Regions from separate parts of the Rattus norvegicus genome. Here region 1 is linked to region 2. A link is a contact called in public Hi-C data. All regions are on one chromosome and are shown on one strand. Each heading gives the region's core, a stretch centred on a gene start, on an enhancer-like site or on the middle of the called end of the contact. The rest is flanking DNA. Distances are from core to core; before and after follow the strand shown.

What was found. A called contact is a pair of places that touch in the nucleus more often than the background predicts.
Region 1: a contact with region 2 is called in a Hi-C map of the A7r5 cell line, with 2.5 times the contacts expected there. The contact joins the promoter of C3h9orf50 here to the promoter of Ier5l in region 2. A contact is called at or near these places in 11 of 12 Hi-C or Micro-C datasets (the A7r5 cell line, the Rat2 cell line, Schwann cells and 7 more) and 1 of 1 datasets of contacts at active chromatin or transcription factors (oligodendrocytes).

Annotation. Positions count from the first base shown.
Region 1 is chr3:34,480,682-34,487,712 of GRCr8, forward strand. It overlaps C3h9orf50 (similar to human chromosome 9 open reading frame 50), which reads right to left and starts at 4,061. Exons shown (of 6, transcript NM_001100979.1): 1 at 3,312-4,061; 2 at 3,122-3,214; 3 at 131-243. The coding sequence starts at 3,925.
Region 2 is chr3:34,139,485-34,145,967 of GRCr8, forward strand. It overlaps Ier5l (immediate early response 5-like), which reads right to left and starts at 3,973. Exons shown (of 1, transcript NM_001025041.1): 1 at 2,382-3,973. The coding sequence starts at 3,777. The coding sequence ends at 2,548. LOC120101516 (a long non-coding RNA gene) reads left to right here and starts at 4,047. Exons shown (of 4, transcript XR_010064747.1): 1 at 4,047-4,499; 2 at 5,949-6,200.

The DNA.
Region 1 (7,031 bases), core at 2,811-5,310, 340 kb after region 2:
GACATCTTCTGAAAAGGCCAGTACTTCCGCTGTGGAGTCATCGTCGGCCTGCCCTGCTCTCTAAGTGACCTCCGCACTCCTGGCTAGTTTTCTGGAATCTCAGCAGTTCCAGAAGCAGCAGGGCGCTCACCTGCCCGGTTACGTTCCCAGTACCGGAGTGCTGTATCCTGCAAGGTCTCGTCTGCGAATCGCACCCGGAAAGGACAATACCGTCTGCGGGGTCTTGAGCCTTCTCCAGAGGGGCTGCAAATGATCACAGTCTTCACTTTGGGGACCTGCGTGCTGTGGGAGACTGCTGAGGGGAAATGAGAGGGCGGGGGAGCCCAGGCTCCTAGTAAGATCTTAGCCAGGGCTTGGAGAGATGGCTCAGCCATTAAGAGTGTATTCCTGCCCTCCCAGAGGACCTGGATTTGGTTCTAGCACCCACATCATTGGCTTACAACCACCTGTGACTTCCACTCCTGGGGCAATCTGACACCCTCTTCTGGCCTCTGCAGACACCAGGGCTCATGGGAACACCCTGCACCCACCCAAATATACACATAAAAATAAAATATAAATCTTCAAAAGATTTTGGTTGGTGGCAGGGCTCTACTAGTCACATCAGATGGCCTTTTTCCAGGTGCTTGTTCCGGCCATAATGTGACATGTCTTGTCCCACCAAACCTCAGCATTTCCCATAAAGCCCCACTATCCTAATTACAAGTGAGGAAACTGAGGCCCAGAGATGTCTGGCCCACAGCTGCCACTCACAAACATCAGGCTAGAGGGCAGGATTTTCACTCAGCCATCAAGAGGTCCTGACACACGGAAACCTGTCTCCTCCTCCGTGATGGAGATTAAGCCAGGCACGGTGTGGCCTGTGGGACACATGGGAGGTGGAGGCAAAAAGATCAGGAGTTCAAGGTCATCCTTGGCTACCTAGCGAGTGTGAGGCCAGCCTGGGCTACGGATTTGACAAATAAGCAGATAGAAATAAAAATAAGGAAATTATGGTGCCCCACCCCTTCCTCAGCACGGGTGTGAAGAGATGGGGCGAACTGCAAGAACATCCTGTGGAAGGTATGCCGGACGGAAGAAACATCTCTAGCTTCGAGCTGTTACGATAGCTGTCAGTCTCGATTGTGCCACCGAGGCCGTATGAGCTGGGGCACACTGTCATCAAGGTTCCACTTCTCACTTTTCTCCTTCCGGTCATGTGCTGTGTTATAGGCGGGATCATTCCGCCGTCAGTCACAGGAACTGGGAGAGTGGAGTACCCCGTGTGGGGAGGCACCTAGAACAGGGCCTGTCAATGGGGTTGTGCTCCGTAAAGGGCGTGTTATCTTTGTATGTAACAAAAATGTTAGACCTGTTCATTTCTCCCTCAGGGTCTGGGCTGCCAGCCTGGTTACTTGATCATTCACAAAGGCCCCATTGCACCATCACCTTGGGCACACGTATTTACACACCCATACCCGCTGATCGTGTGGCATCTCTTTGTGGATGCATAGGGTGTGTTTCTCATTGTCCACCAAAGAGCCCTGCAGCCGGGAACTTGACTATAGGCGTTGGTCTTAGTTAGGGTCACAGTAGTATGCAAGCAGAACCTCAGCTCTGTCCTGGCCACACGGCGGGCGGGCGAGGCTTAGACATCTCCTAGGTTCTGCCTGCCAGTGTGACACCATGCTTCCTGGGGAAGATCACTCACAGAAGCAATCAAATGCACTGAAGGAATGTTACATACAAATAAGTGTCCAACTCTAGTCTCCACTTTTTTAGCAATTTATTTTAGTGTTTTGTCTGCATGTATGTCTGTGCGAGGGTGTCGAATCCCCTACAGCTGGTGTTACAAACAGCTGTGAGCTGCCATGTGGATGCAGAGAATTGAGCCTGGGTCCTCTAAAAGTGCAACCAGTGTTCTTAACTGCTAAGGCATTGCTCCATCCTAAGTCTCTACTCTGATCCTAAAAAACTGTGTCAGGAAGGGTTCTGAGGCTCACAGAGAAGTGTGCAGTGATCCATTAGTAATGTCTGCCATGGATACAGATGGAACAGTAATGGTATGCTTGCTCTGTATGCATGTTCCCTGGTCCATCTGGTCCTTCCTTTAATCAATCAATCAATCAATCAATCAATCAATCAATCAATTAGCTGATTGATTGATTGAGACAGGGTCTCACTTTGTAGCCCTGGCTGTTCTGGAATCACTATGTAGATCAGGCTGGCCTCTGTCTGACTCATGGAGTTGCTTACCTAAGCCTCCTGAGTGCTGGGATGAAAAGTGTGCACCACCACACCCAACTTTCTAGTCTTCAAACCCCCAGATAGTTGCCTTCACCCTACATTTGTGCTCCAGCCTGTTTAAACCTATTGTTTCCTTCCCTTCTCTATTAAGAGCTCTCCATGATCCAAGTTCAGGGAAACTAAACATTAGTGTGGTTAATGTCAGGAATCTTTCTTGGTTCTATCTCTCATTGTCTGTTCCTCTAGTATTTGATACGCAGTATAAAACTTCAGACATGGGTCATGCTTTGAGATAAGAGAAGGGTTCAGCAGCAGGTAGATTCCTGTCTGGATCTCAGCTGAATGGCTGAATCTTGGGGTAGGAAGCTGAATGGTTATGCAGGTAAACATGTAAGCTTGTGAGTGGATTTACTTCTAGGGGGAAGTGATTGGCATCCCGGGTTTTTAAGTGAATGAAAGGGTAGCTACCAGGTAGCTATAACCAGAGGGGATTTGAGAATAGACAGAAGACTGGCTATCTGACAGTCTGGCAGTTCGAGTTCATGGCCCGTTAGATGCTTTGATGGATAGACGGATGGAGAGATTCACAGTTGCTTATAGAAGACCTGGTTGTGAGTAAGGGGTAGGTGCGCTCAAGGATGGCTAGGTGAGTGGATGGATGGATACATGATAAATCCATTAGTGAGTGCCTGGAAACGAGGGAGCGAAGGGATGCCTTCCTGTTTCTGCTCCCATAACTCACAGCGTGGGGAAATGACAGAATGGCTCAATAGATAGTGCTGTCAGGCAACCCTGATGACCTCTCTTCCATCCCCCAAGCCCACGTGAAGGTGGAAGGAGAGCGTTAATGCCACAAAACTCTAGCACGCGTGTACTCACAACAGCTACTACTCACGGATGGGCCTTTTTGGCTCTGACGAATTCACCTTTTGGGAGCCCCAGGGTAGTCTTCTCTCTAAAACTGTCGTCCCAGTTCAATGGTTGGTCCCTTGAAGAGAAAGAGATCACAGCTGATGTGAGCAGAGGACCATCATGGTAGCACCCAGGGCAACCCCTCCTTCGTCAAGAGGGTCCCCTCCACTTACCACGAGTCTGGGAGGAAAGAGCTGCTGGAACACCGAGAAGCTGGGCAGTGCTCGGATGGACTGCTGGAGTACTGTGGCGCTGAGGGTGCTGGGAGGAGGAAGGAAAGGAAAAGGGGGAGGACAGCCCAGTGAGATGGAGCGGGTTCTCGCTTGGGACCCCAAGACTCTGCACCCCACCCCACCCCCGCGGCCTCACGGTCCGCCTCTGGCTCTGCGATCTTGGCGCGCAGCTGGTGAAGGAAGTGGCGGAACTTGTTGGGCAGCAGTTCCCCCAGCAGCGTGCCCAGGGCGTCAGGGTTGTCCCGGTCCGCCGGCTGCCGGTTCCCCCGAGCCCCCGCCTCCCGGGTCAAGCTGCTCTGCAGCAGCGGCGGCAGCAGCAGCGCACGCAGGGCCCCACGGCCCCGCGAAGCGTACGGGGACTCGGGGGACGGGGAAGACAGGTGCTGGGACTTGCGGTCCCGCCACCACGCGCCGTCTGCGCCTCGCCCCGCACGGCCGTCGAGCGTGGGCAGCAGCATCTGTAGCTGCTGAAGGGCGCGGCGTCGGGTGGACCCGTCGGGATACCCCTTGGGCTTGTAAGCCGGGGTCCTGTCCATGGGCTGGCGCCGGAACATCCTGAGTCAGAGCTCAGCTCAGGACACCTTCGCGCCCCGGGGACGCACAGGGGCGAGCGGGGCCGCAGGAAGATCGAATGCCAGCCCGCAGGCCATAGCGCCGGTAAGGGGCAGCAGAAGCCGGCTCTGGCAGGACCCTCGCCTGCTGTGTCCCGGCGCAAAGGCGGTGAGGGCGGGGACGCCAGCTCTTTGGGGGCGGCTGTGACGTTAACATGAGCTAGTGCACGCCGAGCGTCTGGCACAGTGCAGAGCTCGCTGCACCGGCCGGCCAAAGACCACTTTTCCTATCACTTAGCACACTCGGGAGAGGGCTTGTCTAGAATGTGCAAGAAACTGAGCGTGGTGGCCCATGCCTGTGAGGCAGATGCAGAGGCTGGAGAATGGATTAGCAAGAGGATCGGACTTCGATTCCCAAAACGCATATACAGAACAGCTCACACCCTCCAGTGCCAAAGTTATCCACCAGTCTCTTCTAGCCTCCAAGGTCACCAGGCACGGACATAATGCACTGTCATGTGAGCAAAGCACTCATATACCTTTTTTTTTTTTTTCTTTTTTAGATTTAAGGCTATTGTCGGGAGGTTGTGGCGCATGCTTTTAATTCCAGCACTTCGGAGGCCGAAGCTGTTGGATCTCTGTGAGTTCAAGGCCAGCCTGGTCTACAAAGTGAGTTCCAGGACAGCCAGAATTACACAGAGAAACCCTGTCTTGAAAAAACAAAGCAAAACAAAAAAATCAAGACTATTGTTGATCGTGGTAGTGATACAACTTTAACTCCAGCACTCGGGAGGCAGAGGCAGACCTCTCTTTGAATTTGTGGCCACTCTGGTCTACATACGAATTCCAGGCCAGTCAGAGCTATATAGTAAGAACCCGTTTCAAAATAAACAATAAACTCAAGGTTGTGCTTGGCTACACACCGAGTTCAAGGCTAGCTTGGGCTAAGTGAGACCCTGTCTCAAAAAATATGATTCTGAATGGTGTTTCTGAACCTGTGGGTTTCGACCCCGTCATGGGGGTCACCTAAGACCATCAGATAACACAGATATTTTACATTAAATTCGCAACAGTTAAGAAGTTCTAATGGAAGTAGTTATATGGTTGGGGTCACCGCAGCATGAGGGACTGTATTAAGGGTCTCAGCATTAGGGAGGTGGAGAACACTGTCTTAGCATTTTGTTTCCATCCTTAATAGCCCTGAGCTCAGGGCAGCCAGAGAACTTCCCCCTAGAGACTAGGACAAAGCCTGTATCTGACTCTTCATTCAAGCGGTTCCTTTTGAGGAGGTTTCCCTACATGGCACAATCCATCATCCTTCTGCTTCTGTGTTCCAAGTCCTGGGGTTATAAACCTGGATCACCCCTGCAGCTCCAGGTATGACTTACAGCCATAGCAGGAGGAGGCATGGGAGGGCTGGACCTCCTACTGGAATTGTAGAATTGCAGTTTGTAAACTTTGATGGGGACCGAGCTGCAGACACACACGACTTTCTCCCACCTCCCACCCCAGATGCAGATAGTGGAACTGGGGAGGAACCAGGACCATTTTTGGTGCTCCCTTCCCAAGGCTGAGGATGAGACAGAGAGGCTGGTAAAACTATAGCACAGATAAGTGTTCCACCATTGAGCCCGCCAGGACACATTGTGAGCATAGTCTCCGGTAGGGAGAAAAGGCCCAGTCCCCTTCAGCTTTGACGCTGGGGTCTCAGGCCTGCTCTTTCCCAAGATTGTCATCACCTCTAAAAAGTCCCTAGGTGATATCACACTCACCTACTGGGTGAGGCCCCGGAAGGTCCTGTAAGTTTAGAGCCCCATAACAGGTGGGCTATTTGCTGGGAGAGCCCATCTTTCCACCTGCTCCCTCTGACAGCTTCTCCCAGGTACCTAGATGTGTTCTTGGAGCCATTGTGATCCGATCTTACCCACAGCTACTGGGGAGCAATGGGCACTGTGTCCTGGGGACAAGGGTGGGGCTGGTGTACCCTGGGTGCCAGGGCCACACCCACAGAGGCCTTGGCACTCCCGGTCAGAGCAGCCATGCCTAATCCCAGGAGGACGAGGACCGGGCCACTCTTCTAGACCCAGAGTGGGTTGTACTTGACTGAGAGGGAAGCAAAGGCAGACTTTTTCTGTCAAGCCCATCCTTCTAGGACAGCAAGAGCACAAGGGGGCTGGGACCAAGGCACCATCCTTTTCTGCTTCTCTCAGCTGTGATGCTGACAGGGTCCCTCCTTCTGGGAGAACTATGGAGCAAATGGGAGAGAGCTGGAGGAAGCCTATGGGAGTACCAAACTCAGGTTGGGTGATGAGGGTCCAGTTGAAACAAGTATATCCAGGTATGATACATTTTATAAATTAAAAAAAGTGAGTATCACTAATGTGCCCAGAGGAGGCATCATAGAAGATGTACTTCCTTTTCTCTAACATTCTTCACATTCAGGGATGGAGGAATCTATTTCCTCAGGAAGTTAGAGCGGAGGAGAGGAGCATTTTTCTCCTTTGTTAATTTCTTTTTTTTTTTAAAGTTTTACTTAATATATATAAGTACACTGTAGCTGACTTCAGACACACCAGAAGGTATCAGATCTCCTTATAGATGGTTGTGAACCACCATGTGGTTGCTGGGATTTGAACTCAGGACCTCTGAAAGAGCAGCCAGTGTTCTTAACTGCTGAGTCATCTCTCCAGCCCTTCTTTTTCTTTTTAAAAATTAATTTCTGGGGTTGGGGATTTAGCTCAGGGGTAGAGCGCTTGCCTAGCAAGCATAAGGCCCTGGGTTCAGTCCCCAGCTCAAAAAAAAAAAATTAATCTTTTTCCCTCTCCTCTTCTTCCTCCTTTTCCTCTCCCTCGTCCTCTGCCTCCCAAGGGTTAAAGGCGTATACTACTACACCACTGCCTAGCTGATTTAGTTTATTTTGTGTTATTTTTTTCTCTCCTAAAACAGGGTCTCTAGCTCTCAAATTCACTAGTGGAAGATAACCTTGACCTTCTGAGCCTTCTCCCAACGGAAGGGCGTCTCCCTCTGCCTCCTAAGCGCTGAGATTGCAGTAATGTCAGGCCACAGCTGGTTCTGTGTGGTACTGGGGTGTCAAACACAGGGTATCACA
Region 2 (6,483 bases), core at 2,723-5,222:
GCTCGTCTCTTCCCGTGGGAGACCGAGAGCAGTCCTGGGGTGTGTGGGTGAGGTGAAGGTGTCTTTTCTCCCGGTAACTCACACCTCCAGAGCATTCCTGTTACCCAACCTGGATCGCGGACCTTCGCGACCTCCCCGCCCCCGCATTTTGGAGTGTCCCCAAGAACTTCCCCACGCGCGACAGCGAGATCCAGAGCCGAGCAGCCCCCCTGAGAGTGAATAGCATCCGCCTCTCGTCTAGGCTTGGGGCGCTGGGCGACAGCGCCTCCTCTCGCCCAGCGAGGCTTATGGGGTGGGGCGGCGTGAGTCGCCTGGCCGGTGGCTGGGAGCTTTTGCGCACAGAAGGGGAGCACGGGGGCGAGCCAGTGAGAGCGAGAGATCTTTAGGGAGGCAGCCAGAGACGAGAGACATTGCGAGAGATGCTACCCCCAAACAGCAAAGGCTGCCGTTTTATCTCATCCCTACCGCCCTCCACGCCTCCCCGGTTCTTTCCTATCCCCTTAGCAAGGCTGGAACCACCCGTGTGCCCTGGGGCCGGAGCCGCGGCTCCAGATGTGAATTTGGATCCAGTGGGAAGAACCAGAGCTTCCTTCGGTGCCTTGGCACATTCTCCCACTCTGAGGTCATTCCGTAGGTGGTCAGAGGGGAGCGCGCGCCTGGAGCCTTCCTGCTCCATCCACAGAAGAGGGAGGAGAGGCGGGCGGGAGGGAGCAGAAAAGGAGAGGGGAGGAGCGCGAGGAGGGAGGGAGACGCCGTCAGCACACCACCAAGTGGCACTGAGCAGTGATAACAAACTCAACTTTAAAAAAAAAGAAAAGAAAGAAAGAAAAGAAAGAAAAAGGAAAGGAAAAAACTTCCCAAGTTGCTTGCTTGAGACGTGCGGTCGGAGGAGCGGGGCAGGGAGTGTGGGTGGCCCAGAAGTCTCCCTGCTGCAGAGACTAGGAGCCAACTAGGCCCTTGCAACCCTGGTGCTGTAGGGAAATATGTTGGAGGCTGCTTCAGCTTTCTGCTGGAAACCCCGGGGCAGCAGGTTCCCAAGCGGGCAAGACCCGCTGGTGAGGAGGGTGTAGGGAGTAGACCTGTAGCACCAGCCTCCATCCCCAGAAAACACACACACACACACACACACACACACACACACACACACACACACACACACACACACAGAGCCCACTCCCAACCCTGGCCCTGCGGATGTGGAGGCAGATCCGGCCCTGGAAAGCTGGAGTTTGCTTGTGTGCGTGTGCGTGTGTCTGTGTTTAGGTTTTCGCACCTCTAGGCTCATGTAAAAGTAAAGAACCACCATACACTCTACAATCGACTTTTTATTAAGATTATAAATTTAAACAAATAACCCGAACAGTTTTACCCGGTGAGATACAATTCAGTATGCACAAAACCACAGGAGGAAAAAGGGCCGGGAAGGCAAGGTTGGCAACTTGTTTTGGAGTCCCTGGGGTGTTGATGGCAGAGACCCAGAGGGGGGCACTAGGCAAACCTCACCTTCTCACAACAAAAGGCTTTTAAATTAAACAAAATCTATCGAGCTGAGGACGCAGACAGGGTTCTCACAGGCTGGAACAATGCTGGTTTCATGAGATGGGACCAAAGGCTGAAGCACGACAAGGTAACTTAGAAGCGCGCACAAACACGACAGCTGACCAGGAGCTAAGCGAAAAGTCTCCAGCGCAGTCGGCGGTCCGGGCCCCTCCCTCTCCCGGGGATCCAGGTGAAGGAATCGACTTCCTTTTTTGTTTTGTGAGGACCGCAGTGCTGGGCATGATGGGAGATGTAGTTCGCCCTGCTCGCCCTCCACCCCTTTCCCAACTGTGCTAAGAGTGTCAGAGTGCCCCCCCTAACCCCCGCCCGAGTCCGCGAGGCGGGTGGAGGAGGACCGAGCCAGAGGGGCGGGGAGAGGAGGGGTTCTAGACGCCCAACCCGGCAAGAAAAGAAAAAAAAGTTGAAGTGTTTTCATTTCTGCCTTCTCATTTTGAGAACTTTGGAGGCCGCCCCCAGAGAGGAAATGTGACCGAAACGTCCCTTTTGGAGATAGAGTTTGCCTTTGTTTTTTTGCTCAGGGTTTCACAAGACCCGTTCCTCACCCCAGAGAGGCACTCAGGAGAGCGGAACGTCGGGCTTCCCGGCTCTGACAACTGATTAGAATCGGCGTCCTGGGCCCCGCGCCCTCCTGCGTTGCACCCCCGGGCACCCAGCCTCGCCCCCGGCGGCCCGGCACCTCCTCCGGGCAGCAGCCCTGCCTCACGTGGCAGGCTCCTCGCTAAACACCACTGCAATCAGTACAATAAAAAGGGGGGAAAAGAGTAAGATAAACACAAAGCATACTTAAATAGGCTTTTTCTCTGCAAAAATAAAGTCCAAGATTTTTAGATTTTTTTTTATTTTACAATTTATAAAACATCAGCCTCTGCTCGCCCCCAGCTCAACCCCGAGTGGCCGGGACCCGCTCGCTCCCTATCACCCCTTGGCCGAGTCTTTGTCTGGCCCCAGCCCCGCGGGGCCCAGGGTCCCCATGCCCTCGGGGGGTCCCTAGAAGGCGACAATGGCTCGAGTCCAGGCGCCGAGGCTGGCGAGCGCCTGCTTGGCGCACAGCTGCCCGTTGAGCGGCGGCGGCTGCTCCGAGGAGTCCGGCTGTCGGCTCACCAGCCCCGAGAAGCCCGAGCCAAAGATGGAGATCAAGTTTGAGATGTTGGACGCGTCCGGGGACGAGTCCGGGCAGAAGTCCTCGAAGCGGGCGCGCTTACAGGGGGCGAACGGCGTGCCCCCGGGGGGCTCGGCTCCCAGGTCGCCCGCATCCTCCTCCTCGTCGTCCTCTTCCTCCTGGCCAGGGTAATACTTGCGCTTGCAACCAGCGGCGGACGCCAGACCCGGTCCCGGAGCGCCCTGGCCACAGCAGGGGCAGTGGGCGGAGGCGCAGCAGTCCTGGTGCAAGTAGCCGTTTTCTACCGTGGTCACCACGTGAGTGTCCAGGTCCAGCACAGTGGTCTGGCTGCTGCAGTGTACGCCGAAGTCCGAGGGGGCCGGGTACGCGCCCCGGTAGAAGCCAGGGGATGAGGAAGGGGCTGGAGAGGCAGGCGGAGAGGAGGCAGCGACGGTCGGAGGAGCAGCCCCCGGAGGCGCCGAGGGCGCAGAGCAGGCGGCCGGGACGCGAGGGTCCCGCGGGCAGAGCGCGGCGGGCGCGGGCGGCGGCAGCGGCGCAGGACCGGGCTGCAGCGGCTCCAAGTGCTGCCCGCGGTGGGGCGCGCCGTGCGGCGGCTGGAGCGCAGCGCACCCGGGCAGCTCCGAGAGCGCCCCCGCGCAGCCCGCGGGCGCCCCGGCCACCGCCACCGGCGCCGCCGCCGTGCAGCCCCTGGGCGCCGGGTGCTGGTGTTGGTGCAGCTGCTGCTGGAGGTGCAGCTGGTGGAGCTGGTGGAGCTGGTGCAGCTGGTGCCGGGCGACCGGCTCGCGCGCCTCCGCGTCCCCGCCGCCACCAAGTTGGAGCGGGCCGAAGTCGGCCGCGCTGGCCGGCATTCCGGGCGCCGCGTAAGCGAGGTGCTGGTGCTGGTGGTGGGGCGGCTGCTGTTGCTGCTGCTGCTGCTGCTGCTGGCGCCGGTAGAGCTCGGCGTAGCGCTCGCTCAGGTAGAGCTGGCGCGCGTTGCGGAGCACGTAGGACACCAGGAGGTTCTTGTGCAGCTTGATGCCGCCGCGCTGGGTCCGGGAGCTGTGGATCTTGCGCAGGGAGATGCTGATCAGGCTCTGGGCGTCCAGGGCGCACTCCATGCTCCCGCGGAGACGCGGGCGGCGGAGCAACCGCCTCTGGTGCTGCGAATGCTGCTGCTTGCGTGTGTCTCCAGTTGGTCGCCCGGGCGCGCCGGGCACAGGGAACCGAGCCCGGGTCGGCGGGTCGGCGACACTCCGAGAGAAGTCGCCACCATGCGTTGCGCGCCACCCGCAGGCTCACGCTCCCCAGACGGCGCCAAAGCAATGAGCCTCGGCCGGCCCCGGCCCCAACTATTTAGCTGGGCAGCAGCGCCCCGCCCCACTGTAGATTAGCCAATAGAAGCGTGCAGAGCCTTCCGACTGACAGCCGCTGCCCGCCCCGGGGCCACTTGGCTAGCCAATCAGACCAAGGCGGTTCCTTTGTGCTATTCAAATAACGAACGGACCCCGGGCCTCCAACGCCGCCGCTGCCTCGAATGTTCTCCTGGGGCCGCGGCACCTCGTGGGACTCGGAGCCTCCGAGGTCGTGGCTCTCAGTTTTGGGTCGCCTCTTTGGAGCCGCGTGGAAACTCGTAGCTACCCTGGACCTGGCTGCTGCGAGCTGGGGGTCGGCTCACCTGAGCGCAGCGAAGATGGCTCCGCCCCCTTCCGCATGGTTGGGCCTCACCTGCCGCAGGTGCGCGCGGTTCCCCGTTTCGGGCCACGCGGCGCCTCCTCTTTTCCACCTGCCACGGCCGGGGGTAACCTGGGCGAGCTGAGTCTTCTTCCGAGAAAGGCTGGTGGTGAGGGGGCGCACCTGGGATCTAGGGTATCTTCTTGGAAGAGAGAGTTTGGGGCTTGATTACCTGATTAGTCCAGGGGCCTCTGGGAATTGTCAAGGAAAGGCCTCCCCTCTGTTTGACTCAAAATCCAGTGAATTTTGATCTCTAGTAGAGAAGCTTTGTGATCGTGAGCCTACCCAGGTTGCGGTGGGGGGTGGGGGGGTGGGGTATTGGGCCATGAACCCGCCTCAAGCTTCCTCTCCCTTAGGGTGACCTCTTCTTTCCCAACTTAATATCAATGACAGTAGAAGCCCTTACTAAGTGCCTAGCTTGGACCTGTCACCTGAATTCCTCTCTCAAGGTTCTTGGAGCCCAGGCTTGAGACCCGCTTGAGTGGAGCAACCTGTTATGATTTGGTCGCAATCCTGAGCCCCAGGAGTACCCAGGCCACGGTCTTTTCGATTTTTATGTCCTTATTCTGAGTTATCTACCAACCAATTGGACACAGACATTAGAAAAAGAGAAGATATCTAGGAGTCTCTTTTTGCATTGAGAAGCTTAAAGAGAGTAAGGGGTGTGGAGCGGGGTGGGGTGGGGGATGATACAAGATGCCAGCCAGAAGCTGCATCCACAGTGTTCAAAGTTCCTTTTGGTACCTAAGTCAGAAAATTGGCCCAGGAAGAGTCCAGGACTGGGCCCTTGTGGGGCAAGCAGCATCCACAGAGATGACTGATGGCAAATCAAAGGCTCTTCTGAAACTTTTTGTCTTTGGACCCTCTCAGCACTTCTGTCCCATGGCTGCTGTCTTAAGGAAAAGAACTCATGAATTGTTTAAGTTTTGGCAAGTGTCAAAAGCAGGGAACAGTTTGCTCAGGTTTTCAGATGAGGAAGCTTGGACACTAGCTCTAAAGAGACTTTGTCGGAGATCACAGGCTCCAGGCACAGTGCTCTCTGCTCCATCTGGGAAGTTGTAACTGTTACAACAGCTCTCCTCACCCTGTTTCAGAGAGGCCAGGGATACACTGTGGGGCTGGGGGTGGGGGTGGGGGTGGGGGTGGGCGCTCAGAACAAGCAGGCTTGACTGGCATCCTTTTGGCGGTGGGGCGGTGGGGATATACCCTCATGAATCCTGGGGGTATAAAGCCATACCTCTGCCTACCTCCTGAATATTTACCTCAGAAGTGTACAGGTTCAGGAAGGGAGTGGGATGCTCCCACAGCTGGGAGGACTGAGCTGGAACCCAAGGAGTCTGTGGCTCACAATGCGCGCTGTCCTTTCCCAGTATTTACTGAAGAAACTTGAGACTTGAGAGAGTTGGTGGCATGATTTGAACCCAGTTCTATAGGTGCCTGGAAATATGTCAGTGGGGTCAAGTGCACTTACTCTGGCCCATCTCCCGATGAATGATTTAATGCCCCTGACCCATCCATCTGTATATTGTTTCTTTGTTTGTTTTTGCCAAGTGCCCAGGACCAGGATTCTCCAGAGCTCCTGGGGAGGCAGGTATCACTCTTGGTTCCTTGCATTCATGGTCACTCTTAGCACTGTGACACAGAAGATGGCTCCAGGGACCAGCCTGGGAATGAGAGTGGGTTCAGGCCCCTCTCTTGGGCTTGGTACCCACCCATCCCTTCCCCAGCCACCACTATAAAGTACAAATGATGAAGTCTCACACTCGGAGGCAGTTGAAGCCGCCACTGAGCCGCACCCCCGGGCACCAAGGTGAGTTTTGAACTAACTCAAAATGTGTGTGTGAGCGCTAGGGGTGGGATGGGGTGAGGGGTGGAGATAGGCAAAGTTCTGCCACTTTGGGAGGCCTGCGTGGCCCCCTTGGGGGGTCTTCTCTGCTGCCTGTTCTCAGTCTTCCTTCTCAAGGATGGATGATGTGTGGGCTCTGGGGTCAGCAAGCTGAGAAGTTGTTTGGCTTAATAAAACCCCTTGATCTTTTCTGAGGTAGCTCTGGGCAGGGGAGTTGCTGCAGATGTTTCAAAAAACCTCCCACTAA